Linked DNA regions of Zea mays: region 1 is linked to region 2. A link is a contact called in public Hi-C data. All regions are on one chromosome and are shown on one strand. The core of a region is the stretch at or near the end of the contact, and the rest is flanking DNA. Distances in the headings are between cores, read along the strand shown. Region 1 holds the start of LOC100304210. Region 2 has its middle 8.3 kb from the start of LOC100275748.

Evidence for each region. Hi-C and Micro-C count contacts between places; a contact is called where the count stands out from the background.
Region 1: a Hi-C map of tassel shows a contact between it and region 2, with 4 times the contacts expected there. The contact joins the promoter of LOC100304210 here to the enhancer-like site in region 2. A contact is called at or near these places in 3 of 25 Hi-C or Micro-C datasets (ear, endosperm and tassel).

Annotation. Positions count from the first base shown.
Region 1 is chr1:236,389,718-236,394,836 of Zm-B73-REFERENCE-NAM-5.0, reverse strand. LOC100304210 reads left to right here and starts at 2,939. Exons shown (of 4, transcript NM_001165660.1): 1 at 2,939-3,160; 2 at 3,275-4,407. The coding sequence starts at 3,346.
Region 2 is chr1:235,870,327-235,875,435 of Zm-B73-REFERENCE-NAM-5.0, reverse strand. It overlaps the pseudogene LOC103645353. Among protein-coding and RNA genes, the nearest start is that of LOC100275748, 8.3 kb to the right of the region's middle. Within about 2 kb of position 2,290, at least 18 of the 20 cell types and tissues checked have an H3K27ac peak or open chromatin away from gene starts, as enhancers often do. A contact at or near this core is called in ear, endosperm and tassel, where this site is marked.

The DNA.
Region 1 (5,119 bases), core at 1,690-4,189, 520 kb before region 2:
ATATTGTATGCTTGAAAGTAATGCCGAAGCTTCCTGGATGCCATCAAAACAGCATATAACACCTTCTCTAATTCTGTATAGTTTTTCTTTGATATACTAAGAACTTCAGATACAAAATACACTGGGACCTGGTTCTTGACTTGGCCATTAAGCTTCTCCTGGACAAGTGCTGCACTTACCGCTGAGTGCGAAGCTGCCACATATAATAACAACGGAGCCCCTAGCGCTGGTGGAGTTAATGTTGTTAAATCTATCAAATATTGCTTCAGGTCCTCGAAGGCTTTTTGTTGGCTTGGTCCCCATTGAAAGACTTCGGCTGATTTCAGTACTTCGAAGAATGGTAAATTTCTTTCTGCTGATCTGGATATAAATCTATTAAGAGATGCTAGCCTCCCTGTCAATCTTTGGGCACCCTTTTTTGTAGTTGGTGGCTCCATTCGAAGTATAGCTTCAATTTTACTTGGATTAGCTTCAATTCCCTTTGTTGAAACCAAGCATCCAAGAAATTTCCCCTTCTTGACTCCGAAAACACATTTTTCTGGATTCAACTTTAGGCCAGCTTGCCTAAAACTGGCGAAGGTCTCTTGCAAATCAGTAATGTGATTTTCCTACTTCGTGCTTTTTACAATGATATCATCAACATAAGTTAGCACATTTCTACCTATCTGAGACTGGAGAACCTTCGCAGTCATTCTACTGAAACTTCCTCCAGCATTCTTGAGCCCCTCAGTCATCCGAAGGTAACAATATGTTCCACTAGGGGTTATGAAACTGGTTTTGGGCTCATCCTCCTTCTTCATCCAAATTTGATGATAGCCTGAATAACAATCGAGAAGACTCATAAGTTCTGACGAAGCTGCTGCATCAACTAAGGAGTCTATCCTTGGCAATGTGAATTCATCTTTCGGACAAGCCTTGTTAAGATCTGTAAAATCGATACACATTCGCCATTTGCCATTGGCCTTTTTTACCATAACAGTATTAGCTAGCCATTCTGGGTACTTTACTTCTCTGATAACTCCTGCGCTGAGGAGTCTTTTGACTTCATTACGAGCACCTTCGGCCTTATCATCAGACATTTTCCGAAGCCTCTGCTTTCTGGTTCTGAAGGATGGGTCAACATTGAGAGAGTGTTCAATAACATCCCTATTAACTCCGCAGAGATCATTGGCTGACCATGCAAAAACATCTTTGTTGTTGAACAAAAACCTTATCAAGGTTTTCTCCTGTTCTTCGGATAATTGAGAGCCCAACAGCACCTTCTGCTCTGCTATGTCCTCACATAATAGCATGGGCTTCGGCTGATCTGCTGAAGCTGCTTTCTCCCTTCTGAATTTGTACTGTTCACAAGCTTCAGCTCCATCTATGTTATGGATTGCTTTTGAGTCAGTCCAGTTTCCTTCGGCCCTTCTGGCAGCTTCCTGACTTCCATGAATAGCGATGGGTCCTTGATCCGAAGGTATCTTCATGCAAAGATAAGCAGGATGAAGAATTGCTTCGAAAGCATTGAGGGTGCCACGACCAATAATTGCATTGTAAGGGTACTCCATGTCAACAATGTCAAACACAACTTGCTCAGTTCTAGTGTTGTTGATGAATCCGAAGGTCACTGGCATGGTGATCTTGCCCAGTGCTACAATCTGTCTTCCTCCGAAGCCACAGAGAGGGTGTGTAGCATCATTAATCTTATCTTCTGGCTCTTGCATTTGCCTAAAGGCCTTAGCAAATATGATATCAGCTGCACTGCCTGTATCAACCAAGACATTGTGGACCAGAAATCCTTTGATAACACAAGAGATAACCATGGCATCGTTGTGTGGGTAATCCTTGAGTTGAAGGTCCTCTTGGGAGAAGGTAATAAGAATGTGAGACCATCTTGACTTGATGAAGGGTCCTTGCACCCCAACATGCTGTACCCTTCTCTGTGCTTCCTTCTTCTGCTTCTTGTTGGCTGGCTCTGAACATGAACCGCCTGTTATTGGGAGTAGCAGCTTCGGAGCCGAAGCAGCTCCAGCTTGATCGTTGAACGAAGCCATCAGCTCAAAAAAGTGGAAGTGAGTTCACCGGAGGTGGGCGCCAATGTTGGGGACTTGTTCTCAAATGCTATGAATTAAGAACAAGGCAACATAAAATGTTAAATGTTAACGTCCTTCGTCCATGAAGCATTATTCCCTTGAGGATAATGAACCTTGGACAAAGGTTAATGAGAATATGATTACGAAGGTTAAGTCTTCGTAATTGAATTTTAATAGATTGTATAAGATAACATAAAATAAAGGGTATCGAAGGTAAATGAATCATAAACGAATTATATTATAATATATTGAATCATTGAATACAGTTATACCTCTGCCTTGGCAAAGATTGGTTCCCGAATGATGCGATTGCAATTATCAGAATCCGTGAACAGTAAAGGAATACTGTTTACTATTTATAGACACAGGACACAGTCTGTGAAGAATTACAATTATGCCCCTCATAAAAGTTTACAACATTGACTCAGACCCTTATGGACTAAAAGGTCATTCTATCTTTAAGTCGGTTTGTAATACCGAAGCTTCATGAGGAGGAACCTTCGGCCATCCCATACAAACAGCTTCAGCCGAAAACCGCTTCTTCCTACAAGACCTTCGGCGACGAAGCATAGTCCCAACAGGTTTAAAACATCCCAACTAATTTAGTTAATTTCTTGTTAGTTAACTAATAATTAGCTCTAGAGATTTGAAAGATCGATAAGTTGATAAAAATTTATATACCAGTTATTTTTTAAGAAATTATATTATATAGTGTATGTGTTAAAACTAGCTAACCAAAAGGTGTCCATCTTATCGATGACAAATTGTTAAAGATCCCCCACGCAACAAGGAGAGGTGTCCGAGGCCTCCCACCTCATAATTCCAACCCACTGTGTGTGCCGCTGTAGCAGCGCGCGCCACCACCGTCAACTTCTCCCCACCTCGCCGCCGTCTAGATTTCGTCTCCTGGGCTCGAGCAACCGAAGCAGGCTTGGGGTGTTCTCGGAGAGAATCGTTGCCTCGGCCGATGCCGGCCCTGATGTAGGTTTCTGCTCTGCTTTGCCCGGTGCCAACGTCTCTCCCGGAGTAGCGGTTCCGCCGCCCCATGATCTGCCAGTTGGAACACATGGGCGTTCACGGAGGAGGTATCGCTGCTGCTGTCGCCGTTCCGTTCCAATTGCTTGCTTTTCGTTTCGTTTCGTGGGTTGCGTAGGGTGGTTTGGTACTTGGATTCGTGTGAATAACGGGGAACGTGGCAGGTTGCTCTGCTGGACAGTGACCGCATTTGGTAGCGGTGGAGGAAGACGACGAAGAGGAGGAGGAGTAGGCCATGAAGGAGGTGGCCGAGGAAAGGTGCCTTGACCCGCAGCTGTGGCACGCGTGCGCTGGCGGCATGGTGCAGATGCCGCCCGTGCGCTCCCGTGTCTACTACTTCCCGCAGGGTCACGCGGAGCACGCGCATGGCGGCGGGGCCGCGGACCTCGCCGGGGCGCGAGCGCTCCCGTCGCTCGTGCTCTGCAGCGTCACCGGGGTGCGCTTCCTGGCCGATCCGGAGACCGACGAGGTCTTCGCCAAGATCCGCCTGGTGCCGGTCGCGCCCGGCGAGGTGGAGTTCCGAGAGCCCGATGAGTTCAGCGTCGACCCCGCGGACGCCCGGGAGAAGCTTTCTTCCTTCGCCAAGACGCTGACGCAGTCCGACGCCAACAACGGTGGCGGCTTCTCGGTGCCGCGCTACTGCGCCGAGACCATCTTCCCCAAGCTCGACTACCGGGCCGACCCGCCGGTGCAGACGGTGCTTGCCAAGGACGTGCACGGGGAGGTCTGGAAGTTCCGCCACATTTACCGGGGCACGCCGCGCCGGCATTTGCTCACCACGGGATGGAGCACGTTCGTCAACCAGAAGAAGCTCGTCGCCGGGGACTCCATCGTCTTCCTGCGCACTGAGCATGGCGAGCTGTGCGTCGGGATACGGCGTGTCAAGCGGGTGTCCTGTGGTGGCATGGAGTGCATGTCTGGGTGGAACGCCCCGGGGTATGGGGCCTTGTCGGCATTCTTGAAGGATGAGGAGGGTAAGATGATGAAGAGTCATGGTGGGTACATGAGAGGTAGGGGGAAGGTGAAGATCACGGATGTTGTCAACGCCGCAAGTCTAGCAGCGAGCGGACAACCATTTGAAGTTGTGTACTACCCGAGAGCTAGCACACCGGAGTTTGTTGTGAAGGCTGCATCGGTACAGAACGCGATGAGGAACCAGTGGTGCCCGGGGATGAGGTTCAAGATGGCATTTGAGACAGAGGATTCGTCAAGGATCAGTTGGTTTATGGGGACGATAGCTTCTGCTCAGGTTGCTGACCCAATCAGATGGCCAAATTCACCGTGGAGGCTTCTTCAGGTTTTGCTTGATCACATGTTTCCAATACTTGTATGCAATACTGCATTGTGAGCTGATGCGTGTTATTTTTAACTTACTTCTGTCGAAGTGTTATTTTTTAGCTTACCTATGGTATCTCCCATTCCATCTCCCATTTCAAACTTACCTTTGTGAACAATGCGGTCTATAGTGCAAAAACGGTGTTTTGTACAGCTTTTGGGTGAACTGGCTAGCGCGGACAACACATAGTGTATAGTGCTCAACTGTTTGTAGCCCACCTGAAGCATCTGGAAGCCTTTATATTACTAGACAAAAAAATCAATTATGAAATTGGGCATCTGAGGAATTATTGGGACATGCTTAAAATTATGAAATTGGACATCTTAAGAATTATTGGGAGATGCTTAGATGGGCGAAAATCCACATCTCTAGCTGTGTTAGACTAGTATGGGGACAAGTTTTCTACAGTTCTTAACCATAAAGAACAGGTTAGAAAACACAATTTTACTACTTTACCTATATAACAACAATGAACTATACCATCTGTTTGATTCAGTTACTTTCTCTTCTGAATGTATAGTTTTCAAATTTTTAGTTTGTTTTGTCAGTCTCTTCTGGTCAATGGTCACTGAGATCAGTGTTGTCACCTTCTACAACATTGTTTTCCATCTCCATGTATCCTACCATCATAGGTGACAGATTCAGTTTGCAGCGTCTTTCAGCTACATAGTGT
Region 2 (5,109 bases), core at 1,041-3,540:
GCTGCATATCTTCACAGGTGAGGAGAGGATGGAGCAATGTGTAGCACGGTGCATCGGTGAAGATCATGAAGACATGAACCACCCGCGATCGTCGTGCGCCTGCGAAGCGATGTTGCATCCCCTCCTCGATCATCTTTGGCCACCATGGTCAATTTAGATGACGACAAATAAGAAAAGAAACTAAAAGTGATACGCCTTACCACTTATTCACAAACTCATTTCAAATAGGATGTTCTACTATCTGTTGAAGAGCATGATTTTCTTTTGGTTGATAGAAGCTTGGCGAGGTCGATCTCCCAGTCCTCCCTCGGTCCCTGGTTGTATGACCCCTTGTGCTTCTCCATGTCTTGGCTAGCTGTTTCTCCAGTTGGATGTCTAGGCTCTTGAGGTAGATCTTGACAGCACACATGTAGGACCCGATCTTCACCAGCGACGATGATGTGTCGCCAGCGCTCGACGCCATCGTGGCCCGAGACTGGCTTCTGCCACTGCCGCCGGTTCGTCCTCCTTGTCACACTGTTTACAACATTGAGGAGGGGATCCAGCTCCTCCCTCTCGAACAAAGACCGGGCCATCTCACCTTGAGCTCGGCCTCCAGCTCCTCTCGCTCGAGCCCCGTGGCGATGGGCATGACGTCCTCCACACTCGCCGGCTTGTCCCCTGCAACACACCCAAACGACCACCGACACTCGATCAGCGCTGGACGACGCCAGGGAATCGAGATCCGGGGATGTGAGATCCTTACCTGAGAGGAGCGGGATGGTGCGACGGAAAGCAGTGGCCGCCGAGGAGAGCGGGGCGGCGCGGCTACAGAGGAGGCGGATGCCGCAGGGGCCCCGGCGGCGACAGCGGTAGCCCTGCACAAGGCGGGGGCTAGGGTGTGGAGGCGGCGCCACATGGCGGTGGATGGGTGGGGTTAGGGTCTCTCGGCGGCGGTGGAAGTGGAGATGGATGGGTGCACTGTTGACAACAGGGATATTCGCCGTGGAAGGAAACTTGTCGCCCAGAGATCTCCCACCTTCAAATGACGGAAGGATGGAAGGAGGGTGGAGGATGGAAGGAGCGGCTGCGGCGCGGCTACGGGATGCGCGGGCGTATGCGGCGCGGCTGCGGGATGCGCGTCTGGGGCATATGCGGGGCGGCTGCAGGATGCGGTGGGCGGCAGATCGTGCGCCAAGAGGTGTTGGACGCCTACACTACTAACATAATTAGTAGTAGAGATATGTCGTTGTAACGCACGGGTGTGTAACTAGGGATGGCAATTTTACCCGCGGGTTCGGATATCCGATGGATATCCGACCCATCGGGTTCGGATTCGGGTACGTAATTTGACCCGCGGGTCTTATCCGTATCCGACCCGTGATAAAATCGGGTCGGGTACGGGTTTTATCTCTTGCCCGCGGGTACCCGGTGGATATCCGAAATTTGTGATACAACTTTTTAGCCCACCAAAAAAATCAGCCCAATGACCTATCTCATTAGCCCACGGCGACACTGAGTGCTGGGCTGTTGTCCCTTGGCGCAGGTACTGGCCTAGTTCATCCGCAATTGTGAGTAGTGAGCAGTGAGGAGAGCTCTGAAATGGCCCATAAGTGTAGCATGCACAAGAAGCACTGTTGCTGCTGCATAATAGCAGTTAATACAGTTATTGATACATAGGCACCACCGCACCACTTGACTCACCACGTACTAAATTCATGAGGAACTAAATTTTAATCATGAATTCATGTTTAACGACAAACTTCTTAGGAAACATGTGCATGCGATTATTTTGATAATTATTTTTTTATCAGTTATGATAAGTGTTAGCAAATCTTTTTATATCCGACGGGTACCCGATACCCGCCCGATACCCGATGGGTATGAGCACGGGCATAAAATTTTACCCGCGGGTATAGTTACGGGCGGGCATGAGTAATCTCCGCGGGTATGATCGCGGGTGAGTATTTTTCCTACCAGATCCGAACCCGACCCATTGCCATCCGCCCATCCCTATGTGTAACTAGTGCATATAAGAAGCCTGACAATGACGATGATCGCTCGACAGACAGAGCGAGCTTAACCCTTTCGTCTCGTGTGCTTGCGCCCTTGCGCTGATTTCCTAACGTGCAACACTGACTCCATGGGCTGATTGTCCTTTTTTCCCCCTTCTTTTAACCTCACGGGCCGATTTCTGTATCGGTTTGCCTATGCTTGCTTCGTCCCACATCGGCATTTGGATATTTGTCCGGGAAAAGAAACGGACCCCGGCCCGGTCCGGCCCAACCAACCCAAAGCTCCGGTCTCCCTCACGCTGGCGGAGTGGGGCCAGGTGCGGCAGCTGATCATTTCGTGCGCAGTGGACCTTCTGGGTAGGGTCTCTCACCGGGGCGGCCATCGCCAATTCGCCACGCTCGGCCACGAGCACTTCCATGCGGGCATGCGCTCTCGAGGCGCTGGGCTCTTTTGGAGGCTGGATAGCGAAAGGTCGGAGTTCTTGGATCTTGCGGCGATTACCAGTAATGCCTAGAGCCAAGACCAAGAGCATCCATCCGTTCGGAGACAACGTGCTCCGATAAAGCACAATGATCACCTCCTGTCCACCTTAAAAGTTGCAGTTCACAGCCTTTCCCCCATCTTGGATCGTGTTCTACGCTAATGCACCATTACTTCAGACTCTTGGAAGTCAAGACTTGGAGGTGACAAGCACAAATGGCAGTCCTAGTAGGAGGATGGCTAAGGTGGTGCGCGTTTTAGATGCCAATTAGAAGGACTAAACATGCTCTAGCTATAAGTCTAATTGCATGGCTAATTTACGAGGAGAATCTATTAAGCCTAATTAATTAATTGGTAGCACATTTTTTTAGCAAAATATAGGCTAATCATGGATTAGTTAGATTTAATAGATTCATATCGCGAATTAGCCATGGCTTATGTAATTAGTTTTGTAACTAGCACATGTTTAGTCATCCTAACTGTCATCCAAAATCCGGAGTAACTAAACTTTAGTCTGGGGATCCAAATACCCTGTAAGATGGTTTCCACAACATTAATCAAAAGCACCAAGTAAATAAAATTTATTATGCAGCATTGAAGCTAAGGAGGCGAAAGAGAAAAAATAGTTTGTCTTTTAACTTTTGTGGCGAATGTTTTGCCGCTCCTACAACTAGGGGTGATAGTGAATCATGATTGAAATATTTCTTCAATATCCATTTGAGTTGTTAGAAGATTCATTTTGGTTCTTAATTAATTTTAGTTCAAAAATAAATAGAAATAGAGTATGATCTTAATGATATGATCCTTAAATTCTATTTTTGTAGTGTAAAATTTAGAGTCTACTGGCTATATCTCTTTTAATGGATACTTGATCGTCATTGGTCTTTTCTCTGGGTGGATGCTTTGCAACCAAGATCGTGTTCCTGTCATCATGTGGCGGATGCTTTGATCTCCATGGGTTGTGCAGACTGCAGAGCTGCCCTCTGGTTGATATTTTGCTACAGTTATTAGTGGATGACCGTGTTATCTCCTTGGATGGATGTTTTGCCACCACCGGGTTGATTTCTTCATAAGAACGCTATTGGGTGTCATAGCCGATGGTTCCCCTGCTCTGTCTCGCCGTTTCTGTTTTTCTTGGTATCTTATGATAATCCTTGGATTACCTCGCCTGACCTTATACTCAAAACTTGTATTTTAGTAATGTAATATGTTTCTACCTCTTTCTAATGAAATATGTATCCAAGATACCGTCGAGGAAAAAAATTATTCTGATTTCAGACCTTAGGCATGCACAACTTAATTAAATGATAGGTCTCTATAAATATTATGTTTTGACTGTATTTATGATCTAAGACTTAAGATTGTATTAAACAGTTTTTTTAGCTTTATCTTATATTTGAAAAACCGATTCAAAGGTTCAAGAGTGTGCATGCCCTTATATCCATCTCCTAGCGAGAGGGAAATGGAAATACAAACCGTAGCAGCAGCGCTGTAGCGGAGACCCATTTCTTCACCACCTTTTCTGTATCCATACTCCCTCCAACAAGAAAAGGTAATCATACAAAAGTCATGCCTCAACGGATATGATTGCTCGAACACAGATAAACAAAGACAAGATTCCGACAACATTCTGCACCCTGTGGACAATGCCAATTGTCTAGCATATTAGCCATAGACAAAGTTCCATCTCTCTCTTACGAGAAAATTTGAAATTTGTATTCCCAAGCCTCTCAAGATTTGATATCCTGATCTAACTGACTCACAGTAGCATCACATATCATTATGATAAGAGTGTCAAATCTTAAAATACTTATAAATTAGGTTGTTCATAGTGAGCAGCGCTATCGCATACAGCACCGCAGATAGAGTGGAATATGCAGTAGAAAGTTACTGCAACGGTGCAACCATGTACTCATTCAACAACTATAAACTAAGGGAGACCACCACCAACGTTATTTTTATTTTTTAGAGTGTATACCCGGCCTACTACAAACAAGGGAGGCCCACCTGCATAGCAATACAACAGCATGATGCAGTTGAGTGTGAGATGAAATAGGATTGAAAAAATAATATAATATATGGTGGTTGGTATAGAGTTGAGATTTAGAGTAAACATGACTACGTAGGATTGTAGTATAGAGTAAATAATTTTGATGACAAGGCCAAAATATTTTTTTTGGTAGAAACTTAGAGCATATGAGTATATATAGCCTAAATCATGAATGTGACATCCTTGTTCTTCATGTCCATCCTGTTTGATAAAGTGAAGAACTTTAGGGAAGTGTTTGGTTCCACCCAACTAAAGTTTAGTGGCTATCACATTGAATGTTTAAATAATAATTACTGATACTAAATATAATCTAATTATAAAACTAATTACATAAATAAAGACCAAAAGACAAGACGAATTTATTAAACCTAATAAACCTATATTTAATACTCATAATTTATAGTTAAATGTTTGGTGTGATACAAAACTAAACTTTAAAAACAGTGGAACAGTAGCCAACACTTAGAAAGATTCATAGTAATATAGTATCTTCGTGTTTCTGAAGTGTTGCTGCAATGCTGCTGGCTGCTAGACAGCCCTTGCTCTGCTGCGCTGCAAGTTTGCAATGTTCCTCCCGGGATGCG